Linked DNA regions of Mus musculus: regions 1, 2, 3, 5, 6 and 7 are each linked to region 4. The links are chromatin contacts, called in public HiCAR-type, HiChIP or PLAC-seq, capture Hi-C and promoter capture Hi-C maps. All regions are on one chromosome and are shown on one strand. The core of a region is the stretch at or near the end of the contact, and the rest is flanking DNA. Distances in the headings are between cores, read along the strand shown. Region 1 holds the start of Itga8 (integrin alpha 8). Region 2 holds the start of Mrc1 (mannose receptor, C type 1). Region 3 has its middle 21 kb from the start of Mindy3. Region 4 holds the start of Rsu1 (Ras suppressor protein 1). Region 5 overlaps Stam (signal transducing adaptor molecule (SH3 domain and ITAM motif) 1). Region 6 overlaps Mindy3 (MINDY lysine 48 deubiquitinase 3). Region 7 has its middle 130 kb from the start of St8sia6.

Region 1 (3,408 bases), core at 148-2,647, 970 kb before region 4:
GTGTAGGTTATTTTGTAACTCTGGCCGGCCTCGAACTCACAGACACCAGCCTGCCTCTGCCAACCAAGTATTAAGCCTGTGCTCCCCTCCCCTCACAGCTGTGGGTTTCTACTGGTCCCAAGCACCTCCTCCCCTAGTGTTCACCTCTGAACAGTAGGGAAACGGATGTTACCAGATGCATCCAAACACTCAGATTTACATTAGGAGGGGGGGAAAGAACACTAAATTGCCGCGAGGAATGGCTCTGGTTCTTTTCAACCAGGGGCCACACTACAGGTTAGCATCACTTACTGGTGGTGTCAAACGGTATCTGCTTGCACTGTGCAGACCTCTCTGAGGGCCAGGGACAGTAGTAGACAGCTCCCCCTTCTACGATATCCGGCTGGCTAGTGTTGGCTTTGGGTGCCCCCACTAAGACACTGGCTCTGCAAAGAGATTGGAGAAAGTCACTCCTCTGGGAACATTTACCCGTGTGCCCAGTCTGTAGAAGCATGCCCACCGGACTGCGGCAGCAGCGGCAGGCACAAACAGGTTTATTGTGGAAAGACTGCCAAACTTGATTTCCTCTTTGGAAGCCTATGAGCACCAGAAACCTGGTTTTGGAAGAGGCTGCTAATGGTTCTGCCTGTCTAGGTGGAGGTAGGTGGAGACTGTGATGGGGAAGGCAGATCCCAACTGTCTGCAACCTAAGGCGCTATGAGATTCCGTAGGAACAGACTGCGCGGTCCTTATTTTAAAACTGACCTGAGTCTGTCCCGCCCCACTCTCTCCTTTGTATAATGCTCTTGTCTTTGAATCCGAACTTATATACCAGTGGAGCATCTCCAATCCCAGATTCATGGGCACATCTATTTAGCATAAGTCAGGAGGAAAGATGTTGGTAGCAGGCAAAGAGCAGAATCCGACCCGGAGTGGGCAGTTGCCTGAAATATCAGACATCCTTTCCTCCTGGCTGCGGAGACCTCTGAGAGACAGAGACAGGACCTGGAATCGCGCGCCACCAAGCCACCAACCCAACCCAGCAACTTACGTGCGCGCATCAGGTATGTAGAAGTCCAGTGAGTAGCCGAAGTAGCTGCCCTCGGGGCCACTGTACACAGTGAGCTTGTCCACATCCAAGTTGAACGCCAGACACGCAGGGGACCACAGCATCCCCAGCGCGGCCGAGACGCAACAGAGACGCGCGAACGGAGGTGCCCGGTTCCCCGGGGGACCACAGTGGGTTCCCGCAGACATCGCCCTCCTTCCCGAACGCTGTTCACCCGGGATCGGGAGCCGTGGAGCCCAGAGGAGAAGGCCTGACGCTCCCCAGAGGCCGGTGTCCCGGGTCGGTGAGCTAGGAGCGTCCACAGTGACAGTCCTCTCGCCCTGTGCGGCCCGCCGACCCCGCTGCTCTGGGCTTGCAGCAGCGGATCCCGCGCTCGACCCTCTCCAGCCCCTGGCTGGGGCCGGCGCGCTCTTCGCGCCCTCTAGCGGCTAGTTCTCAGGCTGCAGGACGGAGCTTGCGGTCTAGGACCGGGCAAGTGCCTGTTGAGCCCGCTAGATTTCGAGTCTCTAGTTTAAGGACCATCTAAATTTTATGGATGTCACCTCAAGTCATTGTTTTGGAGAAGCGGTGTTCCATATGCGGCGAGAATTTAATGATTTCCCAATATTGCGCAGCTCGGATACAAGCATACAAAAGAGTATACCAACTCCAGAAAAGAGTGGTTATATGGCTGTCACCTCTACCTTTGAGGGTAAATCAGTTTCTTCCTCAGTAAATGGGATTTGATAATGGAATGTAAGAACCCTCTTCCTCTCCTATTCCGCTGACATACTAATACAAAAATCCTGTAGGTTTTCTCAGTCTTTCTCAAGGGCATCTCTGGCACATTGTATGATTTGGTATAAACCTCTATCCTATGAGGTTGTGATGAAGGACTGCAAAGTCAGAAATGCTGCAGTTAACAGTTTTCAAAAGCAGGGCTTGGGAGTGAAAGTTTGAGACAACAGGATCTCTTCCTCACCAGTACTAGTTGTTGATCTTTCGAGGAGCCCGAAGGTGAAGGGAGCAGACTAGAACTGTGTGTATAAATGGTTTTTTATAAATACAAACTTTTCAGGACATAGATTGGTGATAAAAAAAACAACATGACTCTGAGGTCACACAGAATTTAAGTGTAGGCAAAGAAGTGTGGGACATGGTGACACATACCTGAAATCCCAACACTGTTTTGTTTGGGGGCAGGGGCTGTAATAAGAGGATCTTTTGTTGGACAGCCTGGGCTAACCTAACAAGTTCAAGACTAGCCTGAGAAGGCTGTGTTAAATATATATATATATATATATATATATATATATATATATATATATACACACACACACGTGTGTGTGTGTGTGAGAGAGAGACAGAGACAGAGACAGAGACAGAGAGACAGAGAGAGAGACAGAGAAGGGGCAAGCTGTTTCTGGGTAATTTCAGGAAAGTTGGAAACAAATTTAGATGTAGACAAGAATTTGAATAGGAGACTTAGATTTGGACCTCCCGGAAGCAGATGAGGGAAACACTGAAGGCACTAATCTCCTAGCATTAGATGACCATGTACAAGATCGTAGTGAAAAGGAGTATCCAAGGAGTGGTCTGAAATAGGGCTGGATGGATCCTGAGACCAGGGATCCAGGCAAAAGTAGCCAAAGCAGAAATATGATAGGCACCAGAGATTCAAATGTCCAGTGGCAAGTCATCTGAATAAAAAGAAAGCAGGGATGGACAAGGGAATCCCAACCTGGTTGACAAGACAAAAGGAGAAAAGGGCCATGAAAGTTAAGGAAAAGGCTGAGATTGGGGGAGGATGCACAGCAGAAAGGATCTAAGCTGAGTCTTAAGTTACCTACTTAGGAGAAAATAAGTGAAGTGAGTGGATGAATAAGATGCCAACTTACTCATCTAAGAATAATTAGTACCACTTCCTACAACTGGGGGACCCATCAGAAGGTTGATACAATTTGAGTAGACTAGACAAAAATCTCAGCCTACTAGGAAAAAAAAAATGGTTTCTCATCCATTTTCCTTCATAACCCACTCTGTAGAGTAATTTCAATTTTGTGTTTCTACTTGTCCCTATTTAAAAATCAAAACAAGCAGTCTGTCACAAGGCTCCCTGTCAAGCCATCACATCATCATTTCCTAATTACATTGCCCAATACGAGGCATAAGAGCTTACAAGTAGGTGGTAGACCAGTTGACTGGTTTTCCTTCTCTATCCTAAAGTCAATTTGTGCTGGACACAGAGTTTGCCACTTTGATTAAGATATTGCTAAGAATAAAAGTCAAACTCCCCACATGAGCTTGAATGAGTAATTCACACACAATACACACATGGGACGCCTCAGAGCTGTCACCGAGGCTGGGGATTAACTACAACA
Region 2 (3,255 bases), core at 84-2,583, 960 kb after region 4:
TTATAATCCCAGCTCTCAGAAAGTCAAAACAGAGGAACCAAGAATTCAAGGCCAGCCTGCGCTACAAACGCAAGACTGTTTCGGTGTTCCTGTGATAAGTCAGTTACGCAGTGATTGAAAAGGAAACGTTTGCAGCCTCTCACCAGTTGTGGGAGAATTTTCTTTGTCAGTTAAGCCTTGATAGAATGAAAAAGAACGGTGGGTCCCTTCTCAGAATCTTCCTAATTTAGGCTTTTTAAAAAGAAAATTCTTGAGAGAAACCACAGCTTATTGGGAAATGAGTGTGTACCTGCCTCAGCGTGGATGGGTCTGAACAGCTTTTCACTTGAAGGTAAACCATCTGTTTACAACTTCTAAGTCGCCAGTGTTTCCAGAGCTTCTTTTTGAAACGATGACATTTCCCACGCTCCAGTTTCAGGTCTTCCCTGACTAACCACAAATATCCATTTCTAAATATTCTTAATTCTTGTTGAACGTCTGGAAAAAAAAAATCAGTGTTTAGGTGGGTTGTGTGGTGCTTTGTGAACGACCCTGCAAAATCATGAAGACGAAACCCCACTGTCATCGAATCAACAAGCAACTTTTGGACTCAAGCCAGGCTTTCTTTTGCAAGAGAGAGAGAGAGGTCTTCCCTTTTTCAAACTCTGAGGACTGTAATGGTTGAGGCCTGGCAGCGAACCGACAACAAAGCTATTGCCACTATTTCCTCTGGCTTTCTAAGGAAAGCTGCTAGAACTTTCTATCCCTGGGCTTCATTGAGGTTGTCTTAAAATTAACTTCTGTCATTTTCCTTCTAGAGACAGGGGCAAAACTCTACGTGAACCATACCTTTGATCCTTTCCAAGGAGTGTGTGTGTGTGTGTGTGTGTGTGTGTGTGTGTGTGTGTGTGTGTGTGTTGGTGCTCGGGCTCTAAGCCTGAGCAGGAAGAGCTTCTGATGCTTTCCAGCGAGTGTCCTCCCTTTCTGACTGTAGAATTGTGGGTGAGAGCCTCCACAGCTGCCTCCTGGAGACTTTTTCCCACCCAGATAATGGCCTCCGTTTGGTTACTGCCCAGCACCTGTGGAGAGCTCAGCAGGGCTGCCTCTCCCTGCTGCTCATGGCCTGGGTCCTCACTTCTCCCCACTTCCTGCGTTTTCTCCTCTCCTACACATGTTCCTCTCTCCCCTTCCTCCTGTGCCTTAGCTTACGAAGCAAAGTTGTAACTTTGAATTCCTGTTTTTCTAACCGCCCCCATGTGACAGGATATCTCTCAATTGGAGGGTTTTCCTAAATTCAGGAGTCCTTTAAAAGGGACAGCTTCCTCTGTCCTCCTTTTCAGTCAGGCAGCTCCCAGACCTTGGACTGAGCAAAGGGGCAACCTGGGGACCTGGTTGTATTCTTTGCCTTTCCCAGTCTCCCTCTTCTCCCTCATTGGAAGATCCACTCTGGGCCATGAGGCTTCTCCTGCTTCTGGCTTTTATCTCTGTCATCCCTGTCTCTGTTCAGCTATTGGGTAAGTCTGTTTTGAGGTGGGGGCTTTGCATACCATTTTGTTTGAAGTTTATGCTAAAAGTCCTGTGTACATCTGGAAGAGGAATTGAGCGATCTGTGTTTTTACCTGACCTTCATCAAGCTTGCACTTGGCTTTGACCTGAACACACCAGGGTGGGAGTTGAGCTAGAGTCAGGCGATGCTGTTGCTCTCTGTTGTTAGATGTTGTCCAAGATGAAGCCCCCCAGCACCTCCGTCCTCCTGAGGACATCATGTCTGGGTATTTCTACCTGGTTTGTGCAATGCCTTCTTGTTTTGTTGCTTGCCCTAGTTCTAGTTTCCAGTTTATGCCGTTGCTATCCTACTCCCAATAGATAGCGCTGAGTATCTCGGGTGGGGAAAGAGGAACTTGCAGCCCCTCGTCCTAGATGCAAATTGATAAGGAGAGGACGCGGGGATTCTCACACTCGACTTTTCCCGTGAGCCGTTTCATTCATAATTTCTATTGCTAGAAAGTCCGCCCTTTTCTGCTTCCAGAATTGTTCATATTGTCTCACAGGTGGATGTGTTCGATGCTGAAGTCTGAAAGTGGTTGATATGTCCGTAGGAACAGATCAGGGCTCTTTAGATGCGCAAGGGCATTGCTGAGTCAGCGTTTCTCTGGATTCTTAAGCACCAGTATGGAAGGGACTGGGAGAGTTTGCACTCCCAGGTCTATTTCGAGACTATTTTGGCTTTTCAACACCCTTCACTTCCATCAGACAACTAAAGCCTGCTGGACACAGTTCGTACCCTTGGTCTTAGCCGAAGTCCTGTGGTGACGCTGATGCCAGGAAATTCTCTAGGGAACTGTATGATAAAGATTTTCTCAGTTTTCTTAGGAATGTTTCCCTCCTTGAGACAGCAGGATGCCTCCCTAATGCCGTTCTCTTCGTGACTACAAATACTGGGACAGAGTGTGAGGTCTTGTGGGTCACTTGGTGGACCCAGTTACAGGGACACAAAATGTGAGGTCTTTCAGCTCTCTCTAGAGAGTAAAAGGCGAATATAAATGGGCACAGGAGAGTCCCTTCCAGATCCAGATGTCTTTGTGTTACTTGAGAACCTGTGATTTCTCAGCTCCTCACTGGGGGTTGGATTCTAGACTTGTAATCTGTGGTAGATCCACACCCTCAGACTCTTTTTACCATTTATTTATTTCAAAACAATGTTTTATTATGCTTATTGCATTTTGGTGTGAGTGTGCCATAGAAGTTCATGTGGACGTCAGAAGACATTCCACCATGTGGGTCCCAGGGATCAAATCTAAGTTGTCAGGCCTGGCAGGCAGCACCTTTATCTGCTGAGCCACCTCTGGTCTAAGGGTCAGCTGTGCTCATTTTATCTTCTCTTGGTCTCAATAGCCCAAGTCCCTAAGGATAAAGCCAGAACATTTGCTTAGTCAACAGCTGATTAAAGGACTCCTGAGTTCTCAGGACTGCCTTTCCTGGATCCCCATCAACTCACAAGACCTATGAGAAGATCCTTTGCTACCTGATATACTACAACCCAAGGGAACATTCCAGCCCAATGTCACTGTATGCACTGGGGCACTGATGTCACTGATAGGTTAGCTGTGATTGGAGTCTGTAGAGGTTAATAGAGGAGCTCCCTGGCCCTCCTTGCTCTGCTGTCCTGCTTCTCAGGCATTATTGGCAGTGTTTAAGCATCAGTATATAGGTGGGGAATTATCATTAATGAGAGACATTGGACACTGACCGTGGACTAAGCAAAGAAATATAATT
Region 3 (3,513 bases), core at 170-2,669, 830 kb before region 4:
CGTCATGTCCCAGCAAGCAAAGGCCTATGCTTGCCTTCTGGATTTGATTTTCAGTATGTAATCTTGTCACTTAGGTCAATTCTGCCATCTCAACAACAGGTGGTGCCATTGGATTATAATTTGAATTTAGTGAAAAATGAATAAAAGCATCAGTTGGCTCTGTAAGCACCTCATCCTTAAAGAGTATCTGGTTACTGCCTTTGCTTTGTAACAAGATTTGATTTAGGAGTTTGAAAATGTATGTGCTCAAATTACATTATAAAATAATTGTATCCTTCCAGTACAAAATTGTAGAAACTGTAGGACATGTGAATGTTCTTTTGTCTAAAGAGAAATTAATAGCCTCCAAATAAAACAAACAAAAATAAGATTTTAGTAGGCTGCTAAATATTCTGATATTTGCTTTAATATTTTTAGGTTATAGTAAATCTTATTTTTTTCCTCTTGTGATTTTTAAAATATTGCTGTGTGCTAGAAATAAAAAGACCTCTAGGTTTTTTTTTCCATCCTGAGAAAACAAAGATCTATCCAGTTCATACTTACATTTCTTCTTATTCAAATGCCACATGAAACTCAAGAAGAACGAAGACCGAAGTATGGACACCTTGCCCCTTCTTAGAATTGGAAACAATCACCCATGGAAGGAGTTACAGAGACAAAGTTTGGAGCTGAGACAGAAGGATGGACCATCTAGAAACTGCCATCCAGGGATCCATCCCATAATCAGTCCCCAAACGCTGACACCATTGCATACACAAGCAAGATTTTGCTGAAAGGACCCTGATATAGCTGTCTCTTGTGAGACTATGCTGGGGCCTAGCAAACACAGAAGTGGATGTTCACAGTCAGCTATTGGATGGATCACAGGGCCCCAATGGAGGAGCTAGAGAAAGTACCCAAGGAGCTAAGGGGATCTGCAACCCTATAGGTGGAACAACATTATGAGCTAACCAGTACCCTCCGGAGCTTGTGTCTCTAGCTGCATATATATCAGAAGATGGCCTAGTCGGCCATCAGTGGAAAGAGAGGCCCATTGGTCTTGCAAACTTTATATGCCTGGGAACACCAGGGCCAAGAAGTGGGAGTGGGTGGGTAGGGGAGTGGGGGGGGAGGGTATGGGGGACCTTTGGGATAGCATTGGAAATGTAAATGAAGAAAATACCTAATAAAATTTTTTTTAAAATGTAACATTGATCTTAGCTGTGCCAGATAATTCTTTGTAGTCAAGTGCTCCCAGGAACAACACAGTGGAGATGGCTTTCATGTTGCTGCAAGATACATGCTTGGGGTTGTTTACCCCATCTTCCTGGCCATAAAGAGAGCACAGAGAAAAGTGCAGAAGCCCTATCCTGCTCAGACCTCTATCCTCCCTCCCTACAGAAACAGGAAACGAGGTTTGTTTAAGGAGGGTTTTCAAAGCCACAGTGTGAGCACAGAAGACTAAGAAGCAGCTGGCACAAGTCATAGAGAGACTGCTTGAGGTATCGTGTAATGATTCTTGGGGATTTCAGAAACCATTAGATCTTCTAAACTAATTAGTCCTGTGTTGTTGATTTGGGTGATCTGAAAAACAGCAATGGAAAACAATGTATTTCTTTAGCAAGCCCAGAAATGTCAACAGTCGCAATACCAAGACAGGGTCCAAACTAATTTTAGAAGCAGTTTGGATCCATTAGATGAACAGGTAAGCATATAGAAAATTCAGTCACAAAACAGATGAATAAGATATATCGAGAATCAGAAACCTGAGCTATGGGGTATAAATTACATAATGTAATCAACACATTGGACACATTTTACTAATAAAGTGTGTGATAATCTTAAAGTCACTCTCTTTAACTTTACTAAGTTAGGATTTATTTTCAAATTTTCTTGCTACTGAGCTCTTTGAAAGTTCTTGTTTCACAATTGAGTTTTCAGAAGTTACACTCAAAGGAAACATTAGAACACCCACTAAGAAGTCTCTGCAAGTCATGTGCTCTCTTGTTACACAATGTGTATGGGCAGATTGAACTTCAACTGCCACTAGCCATGCTTACTTCCTGGCAGAGTGGGGGAAGGAATTTAGAGAAAGAAGCAATAGAAGGAATAGTTCAAATGTCATTTTTATTATGGCAGAGACATTGAAGATTGTGTATTGCTCTCTATGAACTGTACCACAATACTTCTCTGTCTTCATTGCAGTGACATACAGGAGCAGAATATCTTTGACTTTCATATCTGGAATTTTTTTTTCTAATTGAATTGACATATCAGGAATGAGAAATACGCTTTTGCTGGACATAAAGAGAGTGAAAGAAAATTCCAGATGTCTTTTGTTAACATTCTTATGTGCCACTGTACTCTGAATATCAGGTTCTAATCCAACTTGTTTGGGGTGATAGACTGTATTCTCATCCACTCATCCATCCAGGGCTGGAGAGATGGCTCACTGAGTAAGGCTACTCAATCTGAATGCATGGGGATCTGAGTTAGAAACCCCAGGACCTATATAGAATGACAGACATGGCTGCACGAGCCTGTAACCCCTGCAGTGAGCACCTGAGGCAGGCTGATCCTGAAAGCTTCATGGCTAGCCATCCTATGTGAAACAGGAAAGCTGTGCTTCAGCAAGTGTGGTCTTTTGTTGTTGTTTGTTTGTTTGTTTGCTTGTTTTTATTTTTTACACAAATCAATTGAGAAAAGTGGATATAGATATTATATACATGTGTTACAGTTAATAACTGAAGTTCATGTAACTTACATAAAAGATAAAAGGCAAGAGCTTCACTTGCTATGGCTTAAGGTCATAGAAGGGGTTGTGGATCTGCAAGATGACAATTCAGTTGCACTGGAAAATAATCGAGGAAATAAATCTCAGAGCCTTGTCCACATCCCTTCGTTTAGGAGAAAATTCATAAAAATATGAAATATTAGTTAAATCTTCAACTGTTATGAAAAAATAAGGAGGGGGCATGTCACAAAAGAGGGGAAGTAGGGAGAGGGTCACTAATAAGTTAAAGATATTACAAGATGAAACATATGCAAAAGAGGTGAGAAAGATATGTAGAAATAAATCTAGCATTGGAATGGCCAATGGAAACCATCATTCTAGAATGCAGACGAAGGATTCGAGCAATTGAATAGAGTGTTAGACACATAGACAAAGAATAAAGAATGAAAATGAAGGTAATTGACTAGGGTGAGCTTCCTAAAGAGACAGAGGACTGACTCAGCAAAAAACAAAAACAAAAACAAAAAAAACCAAAAAGAAAACAAGAGTCAGAGGAAAGGCTTGGAGTTGGATGAGAGGGGAGGTGTGGAGAATACGGGGAAGATGGGGGTGAGGAACCATGTTTGGAATATACATATGAAAAATCATTTCCAATAAGATTTTTAAAGAAGATCTGCAAAGGTACAGAAGTGATTTCTTATTGGCTCATTTCAGACAATGCAATCATAATGAATTATTCATCATTCTATATTATTGTAATTTTTATTTGGAAATTTAAAAATTGATGAACAGTTGACTGC
Region 4 (3,290 bases), core at 601-3,100:
TGGCATTGCATATTCTCTTGGTATTCGAATGAGGAAGAGAGTCTACTGGATTAAAAATAAATTAATTGGACTGGAGAAATGGCTCAGCGGTTAGGATCACTGGCTGGTCTTCCAGAAGTCCTGAGTTCAATTCCCAGCAACCACATGGTGGCTCACAACCATCTGTAATGGAAGCCCTCTTGTGGTGTCTCTGAGGAGAGCAACCGTGTACTCACATATGAAATAAATAAATCTTTTTTAAAAAATTAATTAATTAAAGGCTATGCAATCTGTGCCTTGTAGAAAGGTGGGTTCACACAGGAAGATAGAAAGAGAACGTTTTTCATAGGCTATGATGTCTGAGCTGACTCTTGGCAGTTAAGTTAAGGGACGTCAGGTGGAAAGGCATATAGATAAGGAGACAACAGACTTGCAAGTCAGGAAGATCTGGCTGCTCAGGGTCACTCAGTGGAGCTTATTCAACATCGCTTGGAATGAATGCATGGAAGGGATCGGTTTATGATCAGAATCAGACCTTGTATGTCCCGCTGAGGAATGTGGGGGTACCACTCTCAACAGTTAAGCTCTCAGAGGATCCAAATGAAGTCACAGGAACCTACAGAAGCGTGGTGACTTACTTAAAAAGTGTTTTCAAAGACCAGAATTAGTTTGCAGAATTTAAAGATCATGAAAAAGTGGACACTAGAATTCTCAACACAAAATCTGGCGATAGTGATGCAGCATTTACACATGGGGATAACCGTCTCCATGTGGAGAAGAGGAGATGCCCATGAGAAGGGCACAGGCAATGGAGTTTATGACCATTCCCACTTGTACTGAGTTCCCTGTCTGGTTTTACAGATGAGAAAAAAACAATAAAGTAAGAGTCATATAAGTTCACAGCTGAAAGCAACACCCTGATTAAACGGGTGCTGAGCTTGGATCACAAGATTGAGCAATGCCTGAACACAAATGGGAGAATGACCCAGGAATACGTAATGAAGGAAAATGTTGAAAATACTACTGGCACAAGAATTCTTACTATGCATGTAATTTTTGAGTACCACCAGCTCATGATTCATAGAGTAAAACGTGACTTCCAAATTACAAACAAAAATGGCTACTTGGGACACTACATGGAAGATGGACTTCAAAGCTATGAAGCTCCCTCACCCGCTGAGAAGGAACTGCAGCACACCTCGTGTGACGTTCTCATCTGGTTCACCAGTCCCAGCAGAACTAACTGTGGTTTGCAAGCTCCTGACAAGTGACCAAGTGACGAGCAAAGGTGGAATGGCAGGCTTCCGAAACTCGCCTCCCAAGAGAGCAGTTACTTACAAACTTAGCAACTGTCCAAGAGAACTTACACAAGCCGTTGACATCCAACATACTGGAGATACCCCTGTCACTCATGTCCACTTCCGGCTGGTTCTTCTCCCTGCTCTCCTCCACCAGCTTCTTCAGTGACTTGGACATGTTCTGTAGCAAAGGACAACAAAGCACGTGGATGATGGCAAAAATGGGAGCCTGGGGGTTGTGGGGCAGGTTAAGGCAGGAAAGGAGCAGAGGCCCAGGCTGAATTCTCCAGGGCTGCCTAGGGGAGAATGGGTATCACCATGGAGTCCTTAATGGAGGACTTGGACCCCGCACACTCACCGCAGCGAGCAACACCTGGTGGGTGTGATTAGGGACCTGCAAGGGAAACTCGGGTGGAGAGCGATGAACTGGATCAGCCGAAAACAGGATCCCGCAGCAGGAACACACCCTGTCCCAGCGATCGCGCAGGCGCACACAAAATCCGGCCAACCCCACGCCCCTCCCGGCCTGACACTTCCCAAATTAGGAGAACTGTTTCCCAGCTGTGGCTCCAGGCGAGGCTCTGCCCACTGAAGAAAGTGGACCCCGAGGCGGACCAATCGTACACGTTTTAGTCTCAGAGACTCCGCCCTACGCTGAGGAACGCCCATCTTCTTGAGTTTGGAACTTGAATTGGACTCAGCAAGTGCATGTGATCTAGATTCTGCGCATGCTCAGTAAGCTAGCTGAAGGACAAAGTTCTGTGGGCGGAAGCAGGGGATTCTAAGCTGGTCGCTGGTACCGAGGTAGACTCTTAGAATGCAGCTTGTGTTGAGGGATTTGGAGTTCCGTCCTGAGAAATCCACAAGTCAGGTACTCTCTTTTGTCCTGCGTCTTTCGTTGCCGGTCCCCTCCCACGGAGAGTTGTTACCGTGAGTCCCTCGTGTGCCCCTGGCTGTCGCAGACCTGGTGGAGGTATGAGGTCTGGATTATGGTAAAGATTCTGAAGACAAAGATTCCGCCCGAAACTTATGTCCTCAGCTGGTAACTCACAGGTTTCTGTATCTAACTGTTTTGCTCCGTTCCTTTTGGTCTTGGGAACTGGAATCTATCTCCCTTAGGGTTAGATGCTAACAGTAAACCACGACTATGTCAGAAGTCTGAGTTGGTGTTTACACCCATGAACCGTGAAATCTTGGCTCTTAGAACTCTCCCACTTTCTTCAAATAGAATGGATGGATAGATAGATAGATAGATAGATAGATAGATAGATAGATAAACTTTCTGCTGACCCTCTGGGTTCTACCTCCTAATGACTAGATCTTGATGACCCAGTAAAAAACTTAATCTTAGTGACAATTTCACACTATTAAATAGGAAATCATTCCAGAATTATTCCTCTGGCATTAGGTACATGACAGATAAGCAGTCAGACAGACGTGCAGAAGTTTAGACACACATATATAAGCAATGAGCCAAGCAGGTACTAGAAAAAGATTCGGCACTTTGAATTTGAAAGCAGAAATTTCTCCTTAAACACACTTCAGATGAAACGATGATACTTGCAATGCAGGCAACTTGCATTGTCCAGGCCTCATCACTTTTTTTTTTTTTTTTTTTTTTGGTTTTTCGAGACAGGGTTTCTCTGTATAGTCCTGGCTGTCCTGGAACTCACTCTGTAGACCAGGCTGGCCTCGAACTCAGAAATCCGCCTGCTTCTGCCTCCCAAGTGCTGGGATTAAAGGCATGTGCCACCACGCCCGGCTTGCCTCATCACTTCTTAAGCTAGACATTTGCTGAGAGCACTGATCTAGCACAGTCTCATACAAGCTGTGGATGCAGTTTCAGTTTCTGTGAGCCCTCTAAGCCCAAAGCATCAATATTTATTAGTGCTTTTTGAAAGGTTACTGATAGTTTTTCTCTGGCTGTTTCTGATGGAGATAGTTTTACTATATAAGTTTAAAGCATCATTTAGGGCTGGTGTAACAAAACGCCATAATTCTGAAGGCTGGAAG
Region 5 (3,392 bases), core at 202-2,701, 860 kb after region 4:
TTTAAATTGTTAAATTGTTTAAAAGATTAAAGTTTTAGAAGATATGGTGGGTTTATTTGAAGAAGTTCATGATCTCTTGATAGTATCCATACAGAACCATATATCCATATAAAACATAATAATTTTTTGCTTATGGTATCATGGGAGAACTACGCAATATCAGTGTTTTTAGAGTTTACCCACATGATTTTGTATGTAAAGTGAATCATAAAGCATTAGAATTTGTAACTGCTTTTTAAAAATGAATTTGGATTGATAAAGGTTATTTTTATAAAAGACTTTAAATTTTATTGCTGTAGTCTTTTTAAATAGCCCAAATTTACTTATCCACATTCTGAGATTGAAAACTCCAAGCTCTGGCAGATTTGGAAAATGGTGAGGGCTCTTTCTGGTTGAGACACAGCTGTGTTCTTACCATGCTTTCACATGTAGCAGCAGGAGCAAAGAAGAGATCAGGACTCTTATAAGGTCACCAGTTCCATTGAAGAAAGTTCTGCCTTCATGAATTAGTCACCTTCCAAACTCCCCCTTCTGACACTGACAAGATTTCAGCACGTGGATTTTAGGAAGATAGACATTCAGACCATTAATATTTTCATAAAGCAGACAAACTGATGTAAAACTTGGGCTCGTTAGCTAGCATTGCAATGTGGTCATTAATTCTTTGGAAAAGTGTTGATTAAACACTTGCTGACTTTTTCCACGGAAGGCACGGGGACAGTTTTGTTTCAAGTTATATGCTATGGGTAGCGTGAGAGATCTCTTACATAGAAGCCCAGGTGACTCCTGACACTCAAGGCAGTACGCCTAAGGGCCTCTTTTGGGGAAAAGAGTCCATAGTTTTTGTTTGTTCTGTTTTTTGTGGTTTTGAAGTTGAGAATGATGCAAGCTTTGTTTACTTTTGAAAGATAATGCATCAGATCTGCACTTCTTCTAACATTCTGAAGGAAATAAACAATATTAAACATTTCTCATTGAAAATAAATAATACCCTGTTTGATTTGCTCTGATAACCAGTGTCAAAGCTGGAAAGGAGAAGTGTATAAGGCCCATGGCATTAACGGCTGAAATAGAGTATTTGATTCTGAGAAAATAAAACCCATGGCAGGGAAACTGCCTACAGTCAGGAGCTCAGTAGGGATTGGCATATGAAGGTTTACATATAAACATTACACGTGTGATTTGACAAACTGAAACATTTTTTAGGTTCTTATTTATGAGAACAGCAACAAAAGACAGACAACTAAAATCCACATTCGAAACTCTGCTGTATTGTTAGGAATCCATGCGAGACCATAATAGTACCAGGAAAGCATGGCGGATTATAATCGTTACACTGTTCCTAGCTTTTTATTGCTTCTCCGAAGATTTACTGACCTTGTGAGGGAAAGAACTGCAGCTATAAAAGCTTCTGTGGGTGAGGCTCACTTCCTGTTTGCCTTAGAACCTCACTAACGGATGGTGGGTGCCGCAGGAGCTCCTCACTCGCTGTTTGCGAGAAGAGACTGCTCTCTCCTTTACTGGATTGCGGTGATAGTGCAGGATAAATGCTAGGACTACAGAATAAGCCCTTCTTAATGATGAAACACTCTTTTCCTGTTTGTCACAGTGATCCCAACTGGTGGAAAGGTGAAACCCATCAAGGCGTGGGGCTTTTTCCTTCTAATTTTGTAACTGCAGATCTTACTGCTGAACCAGAAATGAGTAAGTACTTTTCAGTCTGTTGGTAGATGGTAGATTATCCATAATCTTGATGAAAGTTGAGTAAGCTCAACTTTATAGGGAAATGACTTAAGTGTTTTGCCTCTAGGTTTTTTTAACAATGAAATTCCAAGGTGCACATTATGGTGCGTGCTTGTAATCCCAACACTCCTGCAGTTCCAGGATATGAAGGAGTGGTGCTACACAGCCAAGTGATGGCTACTCAGAGCTACGCAATCACACTTTGTTTCTAAAAGTCAAATAAAGATCCTTACTAGAAATAATCTACGTCTGCCAGAATTTGTTCTCTCTCCTTCTGAATAGGTGCCATAAAAGGCACAAATACACGAAGCAGTCTTGTACTGTGAATTCTTTTCTCATCCCCGAGAAAGCGTGGCAAATGCAGTGCAGCATTACAGACTCTGTTTCCTGAGTGTTTCTGCTGTCCAGTCTTAGACTTTTCAGTACAGCCCGTAAACCACTTTATGGCCACACTCTGTCAGATTTGCAGAAACTAGGTAAAATCTTATATAATCAGTCACATAAAGACTTTTGTGTTTGATTTCAAACCTTGCTAAATTGAAAACAAAACAAATGTGATCGTAGAGAAGTAGTACTGGCAGCTGTAATGTAAGTAGGAGATAACATTGCCAGGGCCCTTTAATAGTGCTGTGTCCTGTCTCTAGAGTCTGTACATAGTTGTGCTGTGATAAATCTTCATATTAAGAATCATTTGACAAACGGGAAGTGTGGAAAGACTTCGGTTAGTGACTGAAAGGTTCAGGATCTTAAAAGAACTTTTATATATAAATTCCTAATCTGTGCTCATCTGCCAGGATCTCTCACTTTTTCTTTCTGTAAAATAGGTAGAAAGATTCAAAATTAGTTAAATGCCACAAGGTCTGTTATTCCTCTTTAGTTGACAAAAAATTTAAGGAAGAATCTTTGTTGTAGCTGTTTTGCACCTGGTACTGAATCTTAACCACAATATATACTGTATACATCTTCTTAGAATATATGGCGTGGACATGCATGTTAACAGTGAAGAAGAGCCTTTACTAGCAAGTCTGAAATTGTGGACCTTTAAAATGGTCCTTTCTCATTGCTACCAAGTTGTCCTATTTCACTTTTGTAGAGGTAGATCCTGATACCCATCTTTTTCTCTGTGTAGCCTTTGCTGTCCTGTAACTCACTCTGTAGACCAGGCTGACCTCTAACTCAGAAATCCGCCTGCCTCTGCCTCCTAAGTGCTGGGATTTTAAAGGTGTGTGTCACCACTGTCTGGCTAAGAATTTTGATACCCATCTTTTTAATTCAGTTCTCCATTGGTAAAACTAAAAAGTCATTGAAACTAAAAATTGCATAAACTTGGAGACTGGAGAGTTGCATCTGTGGGTAAGAACATATGCTGTTCTTCCAGACGACCCAAGTTTGTTTCCCATGCCCACATTGAATGGTTAATGGCTACCTGTAAGTCTGGGGATCTATTGCCTTTGCCCTTCTAGGGTCCCTGTAAGTGCATGCACATACACTGACACACACACGGACATGTATGCACACACACTGACACACACCGACATGTATGCATAGTCTTTTAAAAATAGATTTAAAAGCCTATATAGACATATTTGAATTACCATGCGTAATGTGTCATGTTTTTTAATAATCTGGTCTGCTAGAGGTTTTTTTCT
Region 6 (3,053 bases), core at 381-2,880, 890 kb before region 4:
GGAAATGAACAACAACGCTCATGTATCATGGTGGCCTGTACTTTTATACAGTTTCCAGGTTAAGGAAAAGTAACATGTACCTTACTCTGTAGCTGTAAGCTGGACGCTGGCTAACACAATAAAAGCAGGAAGAAAATAAAATAAAAATGAGGTTACCAGTTCAGTGAAAGTGATAGAATTCTTAGAGACGGGACCTTACCCTGGGAAACGCGTACTCCCAGAGTCTCTTGGAGTAAGGAACCTCAAGGACACACTTTTACATTGCCCGCATCAGTCCACGCTCTGACACTTTGTTCTTAACAGCATCAGAGACATTGGAAAACTTTTCATAGAGTAATGAGCACTTGTCTTGTGCTAGACACCACTAAATATCTTAGATTTAAGGCTGACAGCACTTCTAAGACCTAGGTACTGTTAAAAAGCCCTACTGTAAACACAGAGGAAAAGAGCCCAAGAGATGTTGCAAAGAAACTAGGGTTTAAATGAAGGTGTTTGATGCCAAAGCTTTTACCACCCCACTGTGGAAAATATTACGTCTTGTTAAAAAGAAAGATTTAGAAACCATTTTATGTAAGAATCTAAAATAAAACTAAAATGGTTTCTTCCACATCTCAGCAACTTCTAAACAAAATCAAAAGCCAGAGCTCTTGAGTCAGCAGAGATAAAGACATGTAATGGAGTCAGGAAGGACTTCACTGAGGTGACTCCAACCCCAGAGCAAAGCAACAGTGTTTTCTGTAGTGTGAACTGATAAGATTTCTGGGAAACATTCCATTTATTACTGGCTGGATTTTCATCTGCACAAAGATCAAACTAAATATGGACTCACAATATTACTTGTTTGGCTAATATCATTGTGGAAAAAAAAAAGTCCCCTATAAGCATACCTTGGCAAAAAATACGGTGAGGTGAGTTTCGCTGCCAACAATCCAAATAGGGAATTTTGGAGATTTCAAGTAAGAACCAACCTAGAATAAATTCAGCAAAGTAAAACAAATAAATGAAAGATTTTATGCTGTCCCTTAAATATTTGTGCAGAAATATGTGAAACATAACAGGCGTTCATTAACACTTCTTACCACAGAGGTTAGATGGTAAGTGCAGACAGGACCTGTGTCTAAGCTTATACTGCATCTTTAAACCAGACACTGCAATGCAGATCTTACATACACATGTGTCACAGCTGGAAATGAGGACTTTAGATCAAGAAATCCTATATAAGATTGTGCCACAAAGCTTCTAAGCACTTCATTTGTGACTGAGAAAAAGTTTAATTTTGAGCACATAAGACAGATTTACACAGCCTATCATGTTTACACCAACTGACTCTACACTTCCATGAGGACACTTCCTTTGAAAACAATGAATCTTCGCAATCTCCTTTGCTTTTCCTCCTCAGACTGGGAAACTGTAAGAAATGACCTACAGCACTCAGGGCACATTATCCTTTTCTATTTAGCCAGCAGCCCCTATTTTAGCAGCACAACAGCCCTTGGGAATTTACTCTCACCATGAGGTGGAAAACAGGAACTCTTGTATTCATGGCAGAAAACTTAGTTCCCTTGCCCTATGAAAGCAGGGATGAGTCAGCTGCGCTAACATGCAACAGAATGCCCACCAAATAGGAAGGCTCCTTTGAGGGCAGTGGAGAGGAAATGAGTGAGGAAAGGGCAGCTGCTCAGTTAGTCGATGTGGCTGTGGAGCTGAGCAACAAGAGACCTCGCTTGAGAGAGTACAGAGAGGTGCATGGTGGCAGGCAGGGCCTGGCTGAACTTAAGCACCAACTGCAGAGCTAGAATCACAAACAGTTGCCCGGGCACCTAGACTGAGTCACAGACTGGACATTCTAGCTGCTGCTTAATTTCTCTTAGAAAAGGCAAGTGTGCTTCACTTAAGGTAGAGGTTTAAAAGGGGGGTGTAAAATGTTATAGTTGAAACCGCTGAACTAATGGTGCATTTGATCATAAAATCAGTCACCACAGTACACAACATTGTCCTTATTTTGGAAATCAAAGTGCTCTAATAGCTGAATAGAATTACCGTGTGGCCAGGCAATTTAATCCTGAGTACACCATAATGTAAAAACATATGGCTATAAAAATAATATGTGGACAAATGTTCACAGTAGCAGTATTTATAACAGCTAAAATTGGAAATTATCACTCTGAAGTCTTAAATATGAATCATGAAGATATTTCCATAATGAAGGGAGGTAGGTGTGGCCGTAAAGGGAAAAGGAGAGGCTGATGCATAGTTCTGAATTATGTTCAAAGGGTTAGATGGCTAAGTATTAAAAACACCCAAATTAAGTTCTTAGCAATCAGAACAATTGCTTCTGCAAATCATGTTAGACTAGGCTAATCTGTTCTTCTTCCTGAGACTACTAAGGTAAATAATTAATGATAAAGCCTCCTTATAAAGGCAGAGAGAGAGAGAGAGAGAGAGAGAGAGAGAGAGAATGAATAGAGAAGACTCTAGCTACTCTATTCTTCAGGACAAATTACATTTAAAGTTTTACAATAGGAACAGGATTTTGTTTTTTTTTTAATGTATAGTTTGAAACATCTATGAGTTAATGGGTGGAAACAGATTGATACACTATAAAACAAGAGTGGTCTCAACATAGAAAGAAAGAAATTACTAATACACAGGTGAAGGAACCCACAGAGCCAGAAAGTTGAACTGTGATTTCTGGTGTGAGGAAGAAGGAGTGGCTGCCCGGTTAGACCTACTCTTGGGGGAGTGGGGTGTGTGTATGTGAGGAAAACCTTCCAGAACTAGGTAAGGACGATGGTTGCACAGCTTTACAAATATAGCAACATCCACAGAACCATATACATCCAAAATGGTGATCTTTATGAGATATAAGTTATGCTTTCTTATTTTTAAACACACCGCTAAAAGCATCATTCTTTATTGGTGTGTGCATGTGTGTGTAGAAAGGTTATAAATAGGTATTGCTTCATTTATGTACCTAAATATATATGCTGAAAATAAATTAAATGATAGTGTCATTATTAGAAAGCAATCTGTTCCACTCTCAGAGAATGGAG
Region 7 (3,019 bases), core at 402-2,901, 650 kb after region 4:
ACCTGGGGATCCATCCCATATACAAACACCAAACCCAGACACTATTTTGAATGTCAAGAAGTGCATGCTGAAAAAAGCCTGATACTGCTGTTTCCTGAGAGGTCCTTCCAGAGCCTCACAAATACAGGGGTGGATGTTTGCTGCCTACCACTGGATGAGCATGGGGTCCCTAATATAGGAGTTAAAGAAAGGACTCAAGGAGTTGAAGGGGTTTGCAATCCCATAGGAAGAACAACAATATCAACCAAGCAGACCCCCAAGAGCTTCCAGGGACTAAGACATCAACAAAGGAGTACACATGGCTCCAACTGTATATGTAGCAGAGGATGTGGTTGGAGTGGGTGGGTGGGTGGAGGAACACCCTCATCGAAGCAGGAAAGAGAGGATGTGATAGAGTGTTTCCTGGAGGGAGGGAAACCAGGAAAGGGGAAAACATTTGAAATATAAATAAAGAAAATAACCAATAAAAAAAAAAGAGAGCACTTGTTCCTCTAAGGGACTCTGTTAATGTCAGTCTTCTGGGATCTGATACCCTTTTCTGGCCTCCTTGAGCATGGCACACACATGGGACACTTAAATTTACACAGGAAAAACACCCTTACACATAAATAAAACTAAATCTTAAAAAATCAAACAAAATAGCTCACCAAATACCAGGGTATAAAACCATAAATAAATTAGTCTTCAAGAAAACATAAAGTTCTAAAGGAGTTATTAGCAATCTTCACTTTCCCTTTCTATTTAAATTTATTTTCTATATTTATTGATGCTATGTTGAGATGAAGATCTCTCTCTCTCTCTCTCCCTCTCTCTCTCTCTTCCCCCTCCCTCTCCCTCTATCTCTCTCTGTATGGGGGAGAGGGGTGTCAATGATTGGTGTCTTTCTCATCTACTCTTTGCCACCTTTTGAAATAGTCTTTCAAAAAATTTGAGGCTAGGCTGGCTGGCCAGTGAGCCACAGGGTTTTCACTTCCCTGTCTCTGCTTCTCACTGCAAAGTTAGAGGTGAGAGAGAGGCAACTATGCCTCTTTATTTGTTGGTTTTCTCTTTAAATCAAACCCAAATTTTTTCACAACAAGAACATTACCCACCCTGCAAGTTCCCCTGTGTCAAGATGCATGTTTTTAAAATAAGGAAGCAAGGTTTTGAAAGTGATTAGTATATACTGTTTTTAGTATATTGTCCTCTTACATCAAAGCCTAACATATAGAAAATATCTAAAGGAAATAGACTAACATTTGAAAGGCAGTAACAGTCTTTAGAGATATATATTTTTCTTTCTTAGCTTTATTGGTGCTTGGCTCATTTTTTTATGGAAGAACATTAACTTTATTTTTAAGATAAAGTATGGATGTTTGCTATCCAAAAGACAAACCTGACAGTTTTGACAGATGTACCACAAATTCCCCTGACATTTCCTGCTCAAGCACTGAAAATAAGCCCAGACAAGGGTGTGATGGACGGGAAACTGTTTTTTATTTAGTCATGTCTCCAACATTCTCCTTTGGTTATGTTCTTCCTCTGTGTAGACTTCACTTTCTTCATCCTTCCTTTCCCCCTTTCACACAGTCTCTCTTTCTATTTTTAAATCCCTTCTTTCCAAACAGACACACACTTTTGTTTCATTTTCATCAAGAGGTGATGTTCATTCAAGTGTTCACTCCTATTATGCCCAGAGAAAGCACTCCTGCCCTGACCCTCTCACCTCTATACATCCTTGCTTCCTTGGGCAGAAATAATGAGATGCCTAGATTTTTCCCCCTCCACATTATACCTACCACCACAGTCAATTCATCAAAAAAGAAACTCATTTCTTCCTTTGTCCTTTGCCTTCTACCTATATCCTAACAACCTTACAGTCTTACAAATGTTTTTCTGTCTTTGTTCCTCTATATTTTTGCTCAAAACCTTGCACAAGAAAGGGAACTTAGAGTGTGTTCACTGGCACAGCCCTCTAAAGCTCAACCTCTCTCAAAATATGGTCCATTTTGTTTAAAAGAACTGTGTAGATATTACAGAAGATCTCTGCACTGTAAATATCTTACATATTGTATAGACACATCTCCTGTCAATTAAAAAGCCTACAGCCATTGGCTTAGGTGGGAAATAGAAGGTGGGATGTCTGAGAGGGGAAAGAACTCTGGGATAAAGCTAAGTATGGGAGGTGTGAGGGAAAAAATGTGGCAAGAACAGAATGGCCAGTGAGAATTCCACCACTGAACCACCAATGTTCAGTTGGTAGAGCATGAGATTCTTAATCTCAGGGCCATGGGTTTGTGTCCCAATGTGGGTGCCATTTTGTTTCAGTTAAGCCCTGGTTCTTCCTCCACACCTACATTTCCAGAAATAAGACTCATACTCAAAATGTATTTACAAATACTTCAGCCAGATAGCTAGGCTCTACTCTGACTAGATCATAACTAAAATAACCCAATTATTTTAACCTGCATTCTGCCACAAGGCTGGTTACCTGTGTTCAGGTACCATGAGTGCATCATGTCACATTTTTTCTTGCCTGGCTCTATCCCAGAATACATAAGATATCTTCTCTATACTGCAGTGTTCAAAAGAACCTTGTGTTAGTCAGCTTTCCATCTCTATGACACAATATCTGAGAGACTCCACTTGAAGGAAGAAACTGCCTCTCAGGTTCAGAGGGTTTAGCTGATGCTCAGCTTGCTCTGCTGCTCAGGGGCTTGAGGGAAGGGAGAACATCAGGGTAGGGAATACAGAGCAGAGTAAGGCTGTTCCTTTATCATGGTGAGGAAGCAAAAAGAGAAGAAGAAAGGGAGGGATGATCTAGGGATGTAATTACCCCCTGAAGAGAACCCTTAGCAATATAGTTTCCCCAGCTAGGCTCTGCCTCCTGATGCTTCACCACCTTCCAAGAGGATGATCAGCTGACAACCAAGCCTCAAGAACATGTTGGGGATGCAGTCCAATCCTATATACACCCTGTAAAACTGGTACAGCTTTAACACTAAACACACTCATCTGTGACTGTTTTTAAAGTTAGCAA

Evidence for each region. Promoter capture Hi-C pulls out the DNA fragments that hold promoters and counts their contacts. HiCAR-type assays count read pairs that join an accessible place to other places. HiChIP or PLAC-seq counts read pairs in DNA pulled down with a chosen protein or histone mark. Capture Hi-C pulls out chosen DNA fragments and counts their contacts.
Region 1: a HiCAR-type map of astrocytes shows a contact between it and region 4, with 5 times the contacts expected there. The contact joins the promoter of Itga8 here to the promoter of Rsu1 in region 4. A contact is called at or near these places in 10 of 39 promoter capture datasets (the 3T3-L1 cell line, the C10 cell line, cranial neural crest and 5 more), 6 of 484 Hi-C or Micro-C datasets (3T3-L1-derived adipocytes, the N1E-115 cell line, embryonic limb bud and 3 more) and 6 of 115 datasets of contacts at active chromatin or transcription factors (astrocytes, bone marrow-derived macrophages, embryonic forebrain and 3 more).
Region 2: a capture Hi-C map of macrophages shows a contact between it and region 4, with 4 times the contacts expected there. The contact joins the promoter of Mrc1 here to the promoter of Rsu1 in region 4. A contact is called at or near these places in 8 of 39 promoter capture datasets (the 3T3-L1 cell line, the C10 cell line, HPC-7-derived erythroid cells and 4 more), 1 of 484 Hi-C or Micro-C datasets (B cells), 1 of 115 datasets of contacts at active chromatin or transcription factors (astrocytes) and 2 of 9 other capture datasets (liver and macrophages).
Region 3: a contact with region 4 is called in an H3K4me3 HiChIP or PLAC-seq map of bone marrow-derived macrophages, with 20 times the contacts expected there. The contact joins the enhancer-like site here to the promoter of Rsu1 in region 4. A contact is called at or near these places in 13 of 39 promoter capture datasets (the 3T3-L1 cell line, the C10 cell line, HPC-7-derived erythroid cells and 8 more), 3 of 15 datasets of contacts at CTCF or cohesin (the NIH/3T3 cell line, large pre-B cells and pro-B cells), 52 of 484 Hi-C or Micro-C datasets (B cells, the Ba/F3 cell line, CD4 T cells and 41 more), 28 of 115 datasets of contacts at active chromatin or transcription factors (the 230-238 cell line, CD4 single positive thymocytes, CD8 T cells and 22 more) and 3 of 9 other capture datasets (adipose tissue, embryonic stem cells and liver).
Region 5: a contact with region 4 is called in an H3K4me3 HiChIP or PLAC-seq map of bone marrow-derived macrophages, with 7 times the contacts expected there. The contact joins the enhancer-like site here to the promoter of Rsu1 in region 4. A contact is called at or near these places in 6 of 39 promoter capture datasets (the 3T3-L1 cell line, the C10 cell line, cranial neural crest and 3 more), 1 of 15 datasets of contacts at CTCF or cohesin (pro-B cells), 23 of 484 Hi-C or Micro-C datasets (B cells, CD4 T cells, LSK cells and 18 more), 10 of 115 datasets of contacts at active chromatin or transcription factors (acute myeloid leukemia, astrocytes, bone marrow-derived macrophages and 6 more) and 2 of 9 other capture datasets (adipose tissue and liver).
Region 6: a contact with region 4 is called in a promoter capture Hi-C map of liver, with 4 times the contacts expected there. The contact joins the enhancer-like site here to the promoter of Rsu1 in region 4. A contact is called at or near these places in 5 of 39 promoter capture datasets (the 3T3-L1 cell line, the C10 cell line, hippocampal neurons and 2 more), 1 of 484 Hi-C or Micro-C datasets (B cells) and 2 of 115 datasets of contacts at active chromatin or transcription factors (both in embryonic stem cells).
Region 7: a promoter capture Hi-C map of pre-B cells shows a contact between it and region 4, with 3 times the contacts expected there. The contact joins the enhancer-like site here to the promoter of Rsu1 in region 4. A contact is called at or near these places in 3 of 39 promoter capture datasets (the C10 cell line, hippocampal neurons and pre-B cells), 1 of 15 datasets of contacts at CTCF or cohesin (large pre-B cells), 10 of 484 Hi-C or Micro-C datasets (CD4 T cells, MC3T3-E1-derived osteoblasts, the Patski cell line and 5 more), 8 of 115 datasets of contacts at active chromatin or transcription factors (astrocytes, bone marrow-derived dendritic cells, bone marrow-derived macrophages and 5 more) and 3 of 9 other capture datasets (adipose tissue, embryonic stem cells and liver).

The regions. Positions count from the first base shown.
Region 1 is chr2:12,300,547-12,303,954 of GRCm38.p6, forward strand. It overlaps Itga8 (integrin alpha 8), which reads right to left and starts at 1,398. Exons shown (of 30, transcript NM_001001309.3): 1 at 1,031-1,398; 2 at 292-425. The coding sequence starts at 1,236. E030013I19Rik (RIKEN cDNA E030013I19 gene) reads left to right here and starts at 700. Exons shown (of 2, transcript NR_040353.1): 1 at 700-1,043.
Region 2 is chr2:14,228,081-14,231,335 of GRCm38.p6, forward strand. It overlaps Mrc1 (mannose receptor, C type 1), which reads left to right and starts at 1,334. Exons shown (of 30, transcript NM_008625.2): 1 at 1,334-1,493. The coding sequence starts at 1,433.
Region 3 is chr2:12,438,327-12,441,839 of GRCm38.p6, forward strand. No RefSeq gene overlaps it. Among named protein-coding and RNA genes, the nearest start is that of Mindy3, 21 kb to the left of the region's middle. Within about 2 kb of position 1,420, at least 55 of the 459 cell types and tissues checked have an H3K27ac peak or open chromatin away from gene starts, as enhancers often do. A contact at or near this core is called in CD4 single positive thymocytes, CD8 T cells, CD8 central memory T cells and 22 more, where this site is marked.
Region 4 is chr2:13,269,565-13,272,854 of GRCm38.p6, forward strand. It overlaps Rsu1 (Ras suppressor protein 1), which reads right to left and starts at 1,851. Exons shown (of 9, transcript NM_009105.4): 1 at 1,636-1,851; 2 at 1,347-1,458. The coding sequence starts at 1,455. Gm13270 (a long non-coding RNA gene) reads left to right here and starts at 2,013. Exons shown (of 3, transcript XR_865976.2): 1 at 2,013-2,148.
Region 5 is chr2:14,129,415-14,132,806 of GRCm38.p6, forward strand. It overlaps Stam (signal transducing adaptor molecule (SH3 domain and ITAM motif) 1), which reads left to right. Exons shown (of 14, transcript NM_011484.3): 8 at 1,610-1,704. Among named protein-coding and RNA genes, the nearest start is that of Tmem236, 43 kb to the right of the region's middle. Within about 2 kb of position 1,452, at least 99 of the 459 cell types and tissues checked have an H3K27ac peak or open chromatin away from gene starts, as enhancers often do. A contact at or near this core is called in LSK cells, acute myeloid leukemia, adipose tissue and 4 more, where this site is marked.
Region 6 is chr2:12,381,216-12,384,268 of GRCm38.p6, forward strand. It overlaps Mindy3 (MINDY lysine 48 deubiquitinase 3), which reads right to left. Exons shown (of 15, transcript NM_024185.4): 10 at 888-968. Among named protein-coding and RNA genes, the nearest start is that of Mindy3, 37 kb to the right of the region's middle. Within about 2 kb of position 1,631, at least 35 of the 459 cell types and tissues checked have an H3K27ac peak or open chromatin away from gene starts, as enhancers often do. A contact at or near this core is called in liver, where this site is marked.
Region 7 is chr2:13,922,585-13,925,603 of GRCm38.p6, forward strand. No RefSeq gene overlaps it. Among named protein-coding and RNA genes, the nearest start is that of St8sia6, 130 kb to the left of the region's middle. Within about 2 kb of position 1,652, at least 5 of the 459 cell types and tissues checked have an H3K27ac peak or open chromatin away from gene starts, as enhancers often do. A contact at or near this core is called in pre-B cells, where this site is marked.